2 separate regions of the Mus musculus genome follow, and region 1 is linked to region 2. The links are chromatin contacts, called in public Hi-C maps. All regions are on one chromosome and are shown on one strand. The core of a region is the stretch at or near the end of the contact, and the rest is flanking DNA. Distances in the headings are between cores, read along the strand shown.

The links. A called contact is a pair of places that touch in the nucleus more often than the background predicts.
Region 1: a contact with region 2 is called in a Hi-C map of Sertoli cells, with 5 times the contacts expected there. The contact joins two enhancer-like sites. A contact is called at or near these places in 15 of 484 Hi-C or Micro-C datasets (the AML12 cell line, DN2 thymocytes, the G1E-ER4 cell line and 9 more), 8 of 115 datasets of contacts at active chromatin or transcription factors (bone marrow-derived dendritic cells, embryonic fibroblasts, embryonic stem cells and 2 more) and 1 of 9 other capture datasets (embryonic stem cells).

What each region holds. Positions count from the first base shown.
Region 1 is chrX:12,856,179-12,863,553 of GRCm38.p6, forward strand. No RefSeq gene overlaps it. Among named protein-coding and RNA genes, the nearest start is that of AA414768, 77 kb to the right of the region's middle. Within about 2 kb of position 1,948, at least 178 of the 459 cell types and tissues checked have an H3K27ac peak or open chromatin away from gene starts, as enhancers often do. A contact at or near this core is called in Sertoli cells, where this site is marked.
Region 2 is chrX:12,727,814-12,734,760 of GRCm38.p6, forward strand. Med14 (mediator complex subunit 14) reads right to left here. Exons shown (of 31, transcript NM_001048208.1): 11 at 201-326. Among named protein-coding and RNA genes, the nearest start is that of Med14, 31 kb to the right of the region's middle. Within about 2 kb of position 3,453, at least 2 of the 459 cell types and tissues checked have an H3K27ac peak or open chromatin away from gene starts, as enhancers often do. A contact at or near this core is called in Sertoli cells, where this site is marked.

The sequences.
Region 1 (7,375 bases), core at 698-3,197, 130 kb after region 2:
TTCTGAACTTATCACACCAAGCTGCCAGCAGTAGCCATTGGCAACTTCTCCTGAGGTCCAGGAAAGAGGGCTTGCATAAAGGATGTGAGCTATTTGGTCCTTTCATTGTAAACTAAGAATTAAACTTCCTGTGGGTAGCAGCTGAGTATGTGGCTGGGTCCTGGTTTGGGCTGGTAGCAAGGGTATGTTTATTCAGAGGATGAAATGCTACCCAACAGTTAGAGTGGATGTGTCAAATGCACTTGCTCACAGTTTTTAAGAGTGTGATGAGAAAAAGCAAATTTCAGAAGGCCATACTGAATTGCTAGTGTTTTTAAAATATTAAAATATGCAAAAATCTTAGAAATCATTTCCCTAGTGATTCCTAATGGGATATCACTTCTATGATACAGTAGTTTGGATGTGGTATGTGGTATGTCTCTTAAGTGATAATGTGTTGAAAGCTTGGGTCCCAGTGCCGCAATGCTAAGAGGTGGTTGAACCTTTAGATCTGCCTCCTAGCAGTTGATTAGGGGCACTGTCTTTAGAAAGGATCAGGGTGATGGCCTGTCAGTTTGTTCTCTGCAGGCATGAATTGTCCTGAAAAAGCAAGGCCAGACCCCAAGTCATTTTCAGTTTACTGTTCCACTCTGTAATTTCTCCTTTTGTAGCAGCTGACCACATGTTGCCCTCTGCTGGGTTGTGATGGAGCCAGTGGGGGCCTTACAGTGGCTACTGCCATGCTCCCTGACTAGTTAGTCTATGTCCAGACCTATGAGCTAAATAAACCTTTTACAAACAACCAGCCTTAGGTATCTTGTTCTAGTAATCCAAAGTAGACTAATACATTTAAGATTGATAAAATAAATATATGTGTAACAAAACAATAAAAGTCCACATGGAAGTTATAATACTATTCAAAACTTATGGTTGTCTTGAGGGTACACAGAGGCTGCCTCTGACTATCTAAGCCATTCTCTATCTTGTATTTTATCATTATATTTTGTGAGTTTATATATATGTGATGTATGTGTCTGTGTATATCTGTCCATATGTGTGAGTGTACTCACACAGATACTACACTGCATGTACGGAGGTCCAAGAACAATCTTGGGTATCAATCCATATCTTCCACATTATGTGAGACAAAGTCTGCTGTTTGCCCCAGGCTATACCAGGCTAGCTGGCCTGAGATCTCCTGGGGATTCTCTGGTCTCTGCTTCCCATCTTGCTGTGGAGCTCTTGGATTAGACAGGGGTTACTGTGCCTGGCTGGGAGGGGGTCTGAACTCAAGTCTCTGTGCTCCGCAGTGCAGCCCTATTTCCCTTTCTTGTGTTTTTGTTATTGTTTGTTTGTTTGCTTTTTGATACAGAGCCTCTCCATGGAGTCCTGGCTGTCCTGGCCTCCTAAGTGCTGGTACCAAAGGTGTGCACCACCAAGCCTAGCACCCCCAGACCTGCTTTCTATCTTAAGCCAGATGTTTGCTGTATTGTTTTGTATCCCATGTGTGTGTATGTATGAGAGAAAGAGACAGAGACAGACAGAGACAGACAGACAGACCCAGTGATTGTATCCTGTGTGTGTATGTGTGTGTGTGTGTGTGTGTGCGCGCGCGCGCGCGCGAGAGAGAGAGAGAGAGAGAGAGAGAGAGAGAGAGAGAGAGAGAGAGAGAGAGAGATCCGGTGAAGGCTTGTTTCAAAATAAGAAAAAGGTTAGGTTTCAGTGGGCTGGAGTAAAACATTAAACCAGCAACCTGTACATTGAACAGTACCTCAGCTACTACCACTCCAGTTGCCAGTGTCCCACGGGCAGGGACTTTCCTCCTGATGGCGGCTAATATGATCAATGTTCCTGCTCTGCCCCCTGTCTCACTACTGGGCCACCCCGGCACTTTTCCCTTCCTCTTTCTATTAGTGCTGGGAAGTCCCCACCTCTGCTCAAAGCCTCCCGGGTGCCTCCCACTTTCTTTCTTCTCCTGCATGCAGAGGCAAGGAGGGAAGGGAGGGGGGAAGACTGCGTTGCTCCAAGATGGCACCTCAGCTAGAGATTGCCAGGAACCGACTCTTTACTGTCATCCCGTAGCAAACGCTCATTTCCTAAGGGTGACATGCGCTCAAGTGGCCTGCTTGAGAACAGAAGTCAGTGAGAGAACTGAAGAAAATCTGTTCTGAAACTAAGACAGATTTCCTAACAAACCTTTGGAAAGACACCCCGTGGTCCCTTTCAGTTCCCTATGAACGCCACACGGGAACCGGGTGGGAGTGCAAGCTAAACGCAAGGAATTCAAAGAGCCAAGGTTGCTGATGGCTGATGTCAGAGCAGGTACTTTAGAACTCCAGAATTTTCTGGGCGGAGAGCAGGGTGGGGGTGGGGTGGGGAGCTGTGTGACATTGCTCCCTAAGCTCTTTTCAGCCTTTTTTCTCCCAGCAGCCCATTTTAAATGAACAATAGAATTGCAAACCCTTCATTCACCACATGACGTGATCTCTGATTGCTTGAACAACACTGCTCTGTGCAATCATTTCCTACCCAGTAAGAATCATTTCTCTTCGCCTTAGTGATAATATCCTGTTGAAATATAATGCCTGCCAGTTCCAGACAGTGACTACATAATGTCTGGAGTCTTTTTTTTTTATTCCTTCTTCTATATTTAACCTTTGAATACAAGTGATAAGAGAAGTTCCCAGATGAAGAGAATCTTTGAGTCTATGCTGAAATCTGTAATTACTTAACATCCTCTGATAAAACAGTGAGTCGGTAAGTGTATAGTACATAGATGACCCTTGTTCTCTGCCTTCAGATACCAGCTGTGTGAGGAGAATGGATGCGGGTTTTCCCACAAAGCTGGTACAATGCATAACAACTGTCTTTGAACAAGCACATGTACACACTGTGTAATTTTAAAAAAAACAACCAAATACCTGGCAATTACTTATATTTATTTAATATGTGTTTGGGTGTTTTGCCTGCATGTATGCCCATGCACATGTGTGGCTGGTGCCTGTGGAGGACAGAAGAGGGCATTGGATCTCCTGGAACTAGAATTAAGCTGCCATGTAGGTGCTGGGCATTGAACCAGGTCAACTGTGATGTGTTAATAAAAAGATAAAGAGAGAAGAGATTATGTTCTTTGGATGTGTGGTGAGGTGTGGGGGAAGGGAATGTCTCAGCAGGCCCATGCTGAGGCATGCCTTCCCTTTGAGGGACCAGCCACAGAACAGTATAGAATAGAATAGAATAGAGTTTATTCAGGGCATGGGGAGGGGAGTTAAGAAGGTAGTAGAGGCAGAGAAAGGTAGAGAGAGGAGAGGAGAGGAGGAGAGGCAGGCCATGAGCACATGGTGGTGGTGGGGGTGGGGAAGGGTCGAGGAGACAGAGCAGGAGCAAGAAGGAAAGAGACCAAGAGAACAAGAGAGGGAGGAGGGGGCAAGCAGCCCTTTTAATAGTGGACCAGGCCTACATGGCTGTTGCCAGGTCACTGTGGGGAGGAGCATACCTGGCTGGCCCCATGGTGTTAATTTAACACTCTTTATTGGATACACAAAGGCAGATTTTTCTGTAGAAAATCAAGTGAAAAGACTAACTGCCCAGTAGACTACTGGGCTGATAGGAAAACAAAGAAAGAGAAGGGTGGGTCTTGCTAAGGATGCTTATAATACGGGCTATTAGAACTCAAGGCAGGGCTAGAAAGACAGCTCAGCATTGAGATCATATATGGCTCTTACAGAGGACCTGAGTTTGGGTACCATGTTGGGTGGCTCACAACTGCCTATAACTCCAGCTCCAAGGCATCTGATGCTCTCTTTGGACTTTTGCAGACACAAACCAACACACCCATCCACACAATTAAAATAATGAAACGAATCTTAAAGAAAGCAGCAGTAGCTAGGCGGTGGTAGCACATGCCTTTGATCCCAGCACTTAGGAGGCAAAGATGGGTCTATAGATTGAGTTCTAGAAAGCAGGGATACACAGAGAAACCCTGTCTTGAAAATTAAAACAAGAAAGGAAGCACAACTTGAGGCAAAAACAAGCCACCAAAGTGAGGCCCAGTGCAGGAGAGATCACAAAGTCATAGAAGGGAGTCAGGAAAAAACAGGTTTCCAAACCTGCATTCCTTCCTAGCACCTAGGCTGAACTGGGATGGTTGTTATGCCGCTATGCTGGAGTCAGGTTTCTGTAGACAGGACTGTGTTCCTGGGCTCCGGCCTACCATACTCTGACCCTGCAACTCTACTCCATCCAGTGGCCAGAGGTATCCATAACACTTCCTGTTTGGGAATCTGCTCTGGCCTCCTTCTGGTCTTCCCAGTCCCTCTATTCTATATCTATGGCTAGACGGCAAAGGTTTTCACAGAACGGCAGGAGGCACGCGCAAAGGCAGTGGTGGGCACTTCCTAAAAGGGACCATTGTGAAGGAAGACACTTTCACAGTGGGAAAGGACCATGGCCAGAGAGCTCATGGTTTGGTCTCATATGTTGGTAGTCAGGTTTTAAGTTATTTGAAAGTTTCTGAAACAGATTTCCTGCAAGGCAGATTCCTGTCCAGGTGATTGACAGCCCCATTTAGATTAACTCTTAAGAGAAGGGACAAAGTGCTTTTGTTCCTGCTGGACAGTAATCTTCCTGGCAGCTCAGAATTTCATATCTGTATCCAGGGCTAGACATATGACTCACACCCCATTCTTTTAACCAAAAGTCATGTAACAGAGTAAGTTAAAAGGGATCATAGAAAGAAAAAAATAAGAACCTAATGAAACCTGTTAAAATAGTAATACTTTACCAGGAAGAAATGGGCTTCCCTTCATGGGCCTCAACAAAGCCAGGCTGTCTCTATGTTAAGGTGTTTTAAATCTTGGGGCTGCAGAGATGGCTCATTGGAGAAAGTGTTTGTCACACAAGCATTGAGGACCTGAGTTCAGATTCCCAGAACCTGCATGAAAACTGGAATAGGAGGTGCACACATGTAACCCCTGTGGTGAGGAGCAGAGACTGGCAGATCCTGGGGGCTGGCTGGCCAGCCAGTCTAGCCAAAGTGGCAACCTTAAGTTTGATGGGCCATTTCTATAAAAATAAGATGAGAAGAATAGAGGAAGAGATCTAACACAAAGCCCTATCCTCTACTCACATGTGCGAGTATGAGAACACTCTCCCGTCTCCCATGACAGATGCATGTGTAACAAGCACATGTGTACATGTACACACACATGTGTGCACACCTGAACACACACACACACACAAATAAAAAATCATTAACAGAGGCTGGGAGATGTTTGCCCATGCCTTTAATCCCAGCACTTGGGAGGCAAAGGCAGGCAGATCTCTGCCAGGCTGGTCTACATAGAGAGTTCCAGGAGAGCCTGTGATACACAGAGGAACCCTGTCTACAAAAGAAAAACAAAACAAACAAACGAACAAACAAAACCAAACCAAAGGTTGGAGAGATGGCTCAGCAGTTAAGAACACTGGCTGCTTCCAGAGGTCCCGAGTTCAATTCCCAGCAACCACATAGTGGCTCACAACCATCTGTAATAGAATCTGATGCCCTTTTTGGTGTGTCTGAAAACAGTGACAATATACTCATATACATAAAATAAATAGATCTTTAAAAAAAAATGAGTGTATTACAGGGAACACAGGAAGCCTGAAAGAGAAACACAGGTCCCTGAAGCTGGTTAGGAATGAAGAGGTCACCCTCAGTGACCTTCAAATCTGAAAATTCATTTACTCAATCGCTTTCTTGCTTGTTTTCTTGTTTTTTTTCCTAAGATAGACTCTCTCTGTGTAGCCCTGGCTGTCCTAGAACTCACTATGTAGACCAGGCTAGCCTCAAACTCAGTCTCTGCCTCTTGAGTGCTGGAATCAAAGGCATGGGCCACTATGCAGAAAAATCTGCAGATTTCTAACTAGGTACTTACAGCTCCCAAGCAGACACCCACCTGCCTTTGTTCGCTATGTTGCCACAGTAGTATACTATAGTCTGGGCAATTTATCACAGAAACAATAGAAAGCAAGAATTTGACTTCTCATGGTCCTCAAGGCTAAGGAATCCCACACGAAAAGGTGCTGGCGTTTGAGGTTGCCCTTCCTGCTATGTTGTCCCAAGGCAGAAAGCAGAAAGGCAAAAATAGCAAAAGAGAAAGAGGCTGGAGAGAGGGCTCAGTGGCTAACAGCGAGTACTGCTGTTCCAGAGGGCACAAGTTACTGCCTGAGATGTCTGTTCAGGGCATCTGATGCCCTCATCTTGCCTCTGCAGACCTACATATGTACACACATATCCCCTTCCGTTAAAAATAAAAATTTTAAATAATAATAAAAATAAATATTTGTCTTTGTAAAGAAAGATAAACTCCGTTTTAATAACAGGCTCTCTCTGAATGGAAAAAAAGAAGAAGGAAAGGAAGGGATGTGACTGTCCCTAGGAATGGTGGAGGAGAAAATTTATTGTAGAGATGTGGGAGAGCAGAGCCACAGGCAGACACATCTGAGAGTCCACATAGTGGTCATGACCCTGAGCCCTGTGAGGAGAGGAAGGGTGAGGGGGAACCAAGTGCAGCAGCCAGGAGGACAAAGGTACAAAAGGAGCAAAAGAGTGGGTAACCAAAACGTCTGGGTTATACAGGGAAGCGTCTCTGAGGGCAGGGCAGCTCAGCCCCGGGACTGAAGCGTTTAGGGTAGCAGGCGGGGAATGCTAGCCGTACCATGTAACAGGTAGGAGCTGAGGGATGCTAGCAGAACCTGGAGGCAAGGTTTGCTTTAATATAGTAAATAAACATCTCAACTGCTAGTCCCAGGTTTGGAACTTAACACTCTCAAAGTAACTAATTCACTCCCACGATAACAAGGTCAGTCTCTCCCTGAGGGCTGAACCTTCACGACATGATTATAACCAATCGTCCTATGCTTCTACACTGGAGAAGGTTTTTCCATCATACATACTGTGGGAGACCCAGGGTACTATCGGATTTCAGGGTTGGAGAGGTGGCTCAGCAGTTAACAACGCTTGCTGCTCTTTCAGAGGACCAGGGTTTGACTCCCAGCACTGATACAGTGGCAGCCAACCATCCGTACCTATAGTTCCAGATGATCTGACGCCCTCTTCTGACCTCTGGAGGCCCCAGGCCGCTCAAGCACACGTGAAGTCATTCTATTTATTTATAGCTAATATAATTCTTAATTCTGTGAGAAGGCCACATCATGCATCCCAGTCCTGCTCATTTCCCAGCCCTCCCGGATCTGCCTTCTACCCTTGTAACCACACCCCTAAAAGAAAATAAAAAAATAAGAAAAAATAAAATGGGGCTGGTGAGATGGCTCAGTGGGTAAGAGCACCCGACTGCTCTTCCGAAGGTCTGGAGTTCAAATCCCAGCAACCACATGGTGGCTCACAACCATC
Region 2 (6,947 bases), core at 2,203-4,702:
CGATTCCCAGGACTGACATGGTAATTCACAGCCATCTGTAATTTCAATTCCAGGAGATCTGATATCCTCTTCTGACCTCATAGAGTTAGGGGCACTAAACACTCATGTGGTGTACATGCATATACACAGGCAACACACACACACACACACACACACACACACACACACACTTACTTGAGTGACGACATTTAGTAACTTACCAAGTCCATAAAGCATCAATTGGAACATTCCAGAATGCAAATCTACAAAAATGTGTAGGCACTCCGAATTACCACAAGGCTCCAAGATGGGTACAATAAGAGCTGGAAGTGCAGTCTCTATGGAAGCTAAACAGTTGAGAATTAAAAATTATTTTTCTATCTGAACATTTGCTCAAAATTATTTTTAATGAGTAGAAACAAAGGTAAGTCTGAATATAGAAGACTTAATTTTATAAAGTTTGGAACTGGATCACAATGCTAATTAGTAGCAGCTGAAAAGGAAAAATAGCATTTACTAGTTGATACACAAAAGGCATATATATATATAGAGAGAGAGAAAGGATAGAAAAAGACAGGAAAAATCTGAAATTCCATTACAAGAGAGTTAGTCTATCTAGTAAAGCCCGATCCTAGCAGTTAACTGATTTCTTTCCATTCAATAAGTCAGGTTTAAGCCAATGTTTATAAATCCCGCCCCCGCCCCCGCCCCCGCCCCCGGCACCCCTTTTTTGGTTTGGTTTCAGACAGGGTTTTACTCTGTAGCCTAAGCTGACCTTGAACTCACAGAGATCTGTTTCTGCCTCCCAAGCATTAAAGGAGTGTGTGAGTCCCCAGTGCCCACCTCAAGTTTTCTTAATTAGCTGAAAGATATCAGGAAAAAAATATTTTAGAACACAAATTCATACTCCAATAAGATTTTCAATGTACTCTTTTATTTTTAAAAAAATCAGGGTTTTTTTTTCTGACATCAAGAGCTCATGTTTTTTTTTTAAAAGATTTATTTATTTTTATTATATATAAGTACACTGTAGCTATCTTCAGACACTCCAGAAGAGGGAGTCAGATTTCATTATGGATGGTTGTGAGCCACCATGTGGTTGCTGGGATTTGAACTTCAGACCTTCAGAAGAACAGTTGGGTGCTCTTACCCACTGAGCCATCTCACCAGTCCGAGCTCATGTTTTAAAAAAAACAAAACACTTAAGAACTCTTCAGTATTATTACATGGGAATTTTTCTTCTTGTTTTTAAGTCCTAGAGGAGATAAGAATGTAGACAATGGCTATGGTCAAACCTCTAAAGCTGATAATAAATCTAAGAATTTGGTGGTATTTCCACCAGACCCTATCAACTTGTCGTCTTATCCCTCAAATAGGCAACCTAGGAACTCAAAGCACTAAAAAGCACACCGGGCTCAGACTGGTGGAGCCTACAAAAGCAAAGTCCTCTGGCCACAAACAAGTAAGAAAAAAGTCATCCGTGACCACCCTACTCGTCTTGCAGACTGACACAGGGCCAGGCCTGATTATGGCGTGATGAGAAAAGCACATTATTTCACTCACATGTGTTTTAAGATGGGTTCTAACTGTGTAGCCACTCACAATGGAAGCCTTGCAAGCCTCCATCTCAGCAATCCTCCTGTTTCAGTCTCCCAAGTGAAGGGATTAGAGGCATGAGCCACTGTAGAGAAATTTTAAGTTTAATTCAGAACATGACTGCTCTGGTAAGAGATCACACATAAAAAGACTTCTAGGTCTATGTGATCTGGCTGGAATGTAGACATGCCTTTAATCCCAGGGGACAGAGTCAGACTGAAGTCTGAGTTCAAGGCCAGTGTGGTATAGAGCCAAGTTTCAGGGAAAGAAAAGCTTAGGTCCAGGCATGTACACATCTTTAATCCCAACACTCATGCAGACCTTAGTTCTTTCTAGTCAGTGTGTGGGATTCTCAGTTACCAGGAAACGTTACAGACACGGGTTCCACACAGAACAATTGAAACACAGGGAAAGACAAAAAGAGCCGGAGGAGGAGAAGCCAGAAGATTAGAAAAGATGGCTACAGTTAGTTTTAGGCTAAGCAGAGCAACTCAATAAGCAGCAAAAAGAAGCTAGTTTGAGTCTGTCAGCTTGGAGAAGAGTTTTGAGTCAGAACAGCTGATCTGAACCAGGCAGCCAGAGCTCAGAAAGAGCTAGAAAGGGTGAGCTAATTCAGCAGTAAGTCTCAGAGGCTGAAAACATTCTAGGCCTGGATTCCATTGTATGGAGGCTAGAAGCTTCCAGGACTAGGCCTAGGTTAGCAGATGGAGACAGTAAGCCTCTAAGACAACAACTGAGCCAGGGGAATAAAAGATACTTTTACAAGTCCGCCATTCACAGAATTGGTCTGTCACCTCTTATAAATTGACAATATTTAAAATGGGTGAAGATACCATTATTATTATCTATGCAAACAAAATGTAATGTAAATTTTAAAGGTAAAAAACTGAAGGAGACTAAAAATTTTTGATACAGTATTTTATAATCCAACACCAGCACAACAAATGAAATTAAAGCAATAGTGTCTTAAACACAGTACACTATGCAGCAGAATCAAAAGTATTTTCAGTTTTGAAACAGGGTTGCTGGCTGTGTATGTTTATGTGGCTTTGGGAACAGAACCCAGAGCCTTAAACATGCTAAGCCTATACTCAATTGCTGAATCACATCACCTGATTTAAAAATTAGTAAACAATGAATTTATGAAATTCTTGGAATGCCAGGGCCAAGAAGCGGGAGTGTGTGTGTAGGGGAGCAGGGCGGGGGAGGGTATAGGGAACTTTCAGGATAGCATTTGAAATGTATATAAATGTATATAGTGGATATAAAGAAAATATATATAAAGAAAAATATATGGAGAAATATAAAGAAATATAAATATAAAGAAAATATCTAAATAAAAAATTAGTTACTAATTTTAAAACATTTCTATACAGTTATAATTTGTGTTAGAGTACAAAACAATGCAGTCTCTAATCAAAAATCATTTTTAAACTATAATAATAAAAGTACAACTGCCAATAGGGATAACAATTATAATTTCAATCTAATTAACAAGAATGAATGATCTCATACAGACATGAATCAAAAGATATACATTCAAGAGAAAATAGCATCAATACATATATTTGAATATATCCTATGGCCAACAATATCTATTTTTGGTGGGTTTGTTTGTTAGTTGGTTTTCTGAGAAAATGAAGAGAAATATGAAATTAAGCACAATTAAAAAGTTATTTGCCATAGACTGCTTCCACCTGATAATGCCAATTCAGACCTAATGGGTGGAGACTCCTAAGACTCAAAGACATTATTGAAAAGTAGCCATATCATATCTCCCTGCCTTATACTATTTTGGTCTTCTCTGCACCTGGTTGCCCTTGAGGCAACTTGACCCTGAGCAAACTGTATGCTTCTATCTGTGCTATTTCAAATCCCTGCAGCTGTGCCTTCTCCCAGGCCTTTCTTGAAATATTCTAATCTCTCAATTACTCACTTTAGGCTATTCCAGCTAGAAGCTTGGAAAAATGCAACGGACTGAGAGCAACAGCACTAACAGATTCAAAGAATGGGCTACAGTTCTTCTATAGGCCAGGCACATACACCTTTATTCCCAGCACTAACTTGGAGGCAGAGCCAAGATAATCTGAGTTTCATGGTAATCATGACTACATAGTGAAACTGTCTCAAACCAAAAAGAAACAATTTATACCCTAAAAAGCTAGATAAACAGACCCTTTTTCCCTTGTAGAAAAATGCTGATAAAACAGGACTTGAGGGGACCAATTTCAAAAGTCCCTATAAGATTATTCTCAAACACCTAGGACAGTAGGAACAAGGGCTTGAAGTAACTGAGGTAGCACACGTTTCGACTGGAACTAGAGATCTAAAAAGAAGATATGCTAACAACCACTTCCAATTACAGTTAGAGAATGGAGCTCAAAGCATGTATATAATATGTTTGAGAGCATGCAGCTGAACTCAAGACCTTCCGGCTATTCAGGTAGAGACACCGCTACAATATGCATGTAAAAGAAATTCTGAGAACTTAAGTCAGTACACCAAACTACCACTACCAGAACATGTGTTTTAGAGTTTACCCAGGTGTGATGGTATACACGTTTAAACTGGAGGCAGAGGTAGACAGAACTCTGTACTTGAGGCTATCCTCAAATCACTACATAAATTACTACACACCGATTTCCAAACCAGGCAGGTCTACATTTGGCTTAATATAAGCTAACCAATGAGGTTGACGATAATCTTGAATTCCTAACCCACTCCGTCCACGTCTAAGCCTCTACCTCCCACTGTCAAGATTACAGGCATCGGCAAACACACTGAATTTTATGTGGTGGGTGCTGGGGTTGACCTCAAGTTTTGATGAATGCTAGAGACGCATTTCATCAACTGAACTGCAGCCACAGCCCTAGAGATTATTTTTGAAAATAATATCCCATGGGCAATCATTCTGACAGGTTTTTACTTACTAAGCTTTGTTTACTGAAAACATCACACATCTTCATTTTCTGCAGCTCCAACAACAAAATTTTAGAATTTTACTACTTTGTAAACTTGGAAATAAGAAGAAATAAAGATTACAAAATGCTTAGCCAGGTATAGCGGCTCATGCCTTTAATCTCAACACTCAGGAAGACAAGGCAGGCAGATCTCTGTCCAGGCCACCGTGGTCTACAAAGTGAATTCCAGGACAGCCAGAGTTACATTGCGAACCCCTGACTCGGTGTGGATAAAAAAAGATTGTAGAATGCTAAGAGTTTTCCTTAAGAAGGAATGTTACTGGTACAACTGCATATCTTCTTTGACACCTATCTGATACTATACACAAAAATTAACTCATAATGATTCAGATCTAAATAATAACATTTAAAGAAAATGTAAGTGTATGTCTTCAGGATCTCAGGTTTATAAGACATGGATTCTTAAGTATAACATGAGAAGCATAAAAAAAGTGTACACTGAATGCCATTTAAAGTAAAAAAAAAAAAGGCAGAGCATAGTGGTATATGCTTTTAATCTCAGAACTAGGACAGTAGTGGCAGAAGGACTGCCTCAAGTTCAAAGCCTGCCTGATGTATACAGAGTAATAGATCAACAGGGGGCATGATGAGAGCCTATCTCCAAAAAAAAAAAAAAAAAAAAAAAAAAAGACCAGGCATGGTACTATACACCTTTAGTCCTACCAGTTGGAAAATGGAAGTAGGAGAAGCAAGAGTTTGAGCCATTTTCAACTACATATCAGGGCTAAGGCCGACCTAAACCACATAGCATCCTATTGGAAGGGAGGGAGGCAGGGAGGAAGTCAGTAGTAGAAATACCATAAAAAAGTTATCAAGCATGGGAAAAATTCTTACACATCATAATTTATAAAAAGGGACTTATATCCAAAATATATGCAATAATAAGGAAAAGATAAATGCAATTATAAAACGGACAAAGGATCTGAACAGACAGATATATGGAAAGATGCTCAACATAGAACATACAAGTCAAAACTATAATGAAATCTCACACTTACTAGGACAGCTAGAAACATAAAAAACAACCAGTATCAGTGAGAATATGGAGAAGGCAGAACCCTTAAACACTGTTGGTGAGGTTGTGAAATAGTTTCAGTATGAAAAAAGATTAGAGTGGCCAGATCACCCAGCCATCATATTCATAGGCATATATACAAGTAAGTATAAGCCCACATGAAAACTTAGACAAATGTTCACAGCTATATTCACAATAGTTGAAAATTAAAAGTAACCACAATGTTTATCAATGAACTGATAATATATGGCATATATAACAATTATTAAAAACATGCTATAACATGGATAGACCTCAAAAACAAATATGCAAAAGAACATTCATTACATGATTCATTTATATGAAATGCTTATACATATAAATATATATAGTGGATGAGTAGCTGTCAGAAGCTAGAGAGAATACAGAATGACCCCCTAGTAGATATAATGGTTCTTTGGGGGATGACTGAAATATTCTAAAATTGGACTGTTCAAAATATACTAAAAATCCCATTAAGTGTACATGAATATTTCAACAATATTGCTAAGAAAAAAGAATGGGGGATTACTGCCCTTTCTAGTTCCCATTAGTTTCAATTGTACTTTTTAATCACTACTTTTATTTTGAAAGATGAGAGAGATAAGCTTCTTATAATTAAAGTTAGTGAACACTGACAATTAACGCACACACACATACACGCAGAAATAAAATTTAACCAACACATGCACCCCAGTTCTTCCCTGCCTGTCTTTCTTCCCTAAGGCTCACATTTGCACTTTTTGCTACGTTTCCTTTTCCCTAGTTCTGAGAAATGCTAGGACTCCCTGGTGGGGAGAGCCTGGGTGGGGACAAGACCCAACACAGACGCCTCATCCCCCCCCCAAAAAAAAAAAAAAGTGAGGCAGGAAGCCCTGATAGAGTGACTGGAGAGTCTACCCACAGCAGAGGATTACGTTCTTAGCTCAGGATTTGTTAAGGGAATGACTCCATCTGTGTGATGAGTTGGTAGTGGAGATGAGATCCGTTCTCTCACTCATGTCTTGAAGGGCTGTGATTGAAAAGGCCTACTATATAAAACACAAACTATTCTGGAACAATCAGAAGTCAAGGGATCTGGCGGGGGGGGGGGGGCAACATGCCACAGCTCCTGGGTGAAGGCTGCAGTGAAGGGCAGTTGTGAACAGGAGGAGAGCCAGATGTGGACATGTTGAGTTGAGGCAGCAGGAAGCTTGGGCGTTGAAGGGTCTGGTGGTAATCCATGATAAGCATTCATCTGAGGATAGATGCAGAGTCTTACAGCCCATGAGCCCAAGGTCAGCAGGCAACCCCCAACCTCTGGAGCCACCTGTCAGCTGTAAGGCTCTCTGCTGATGGGACTGAGAACTCTGAAGCTC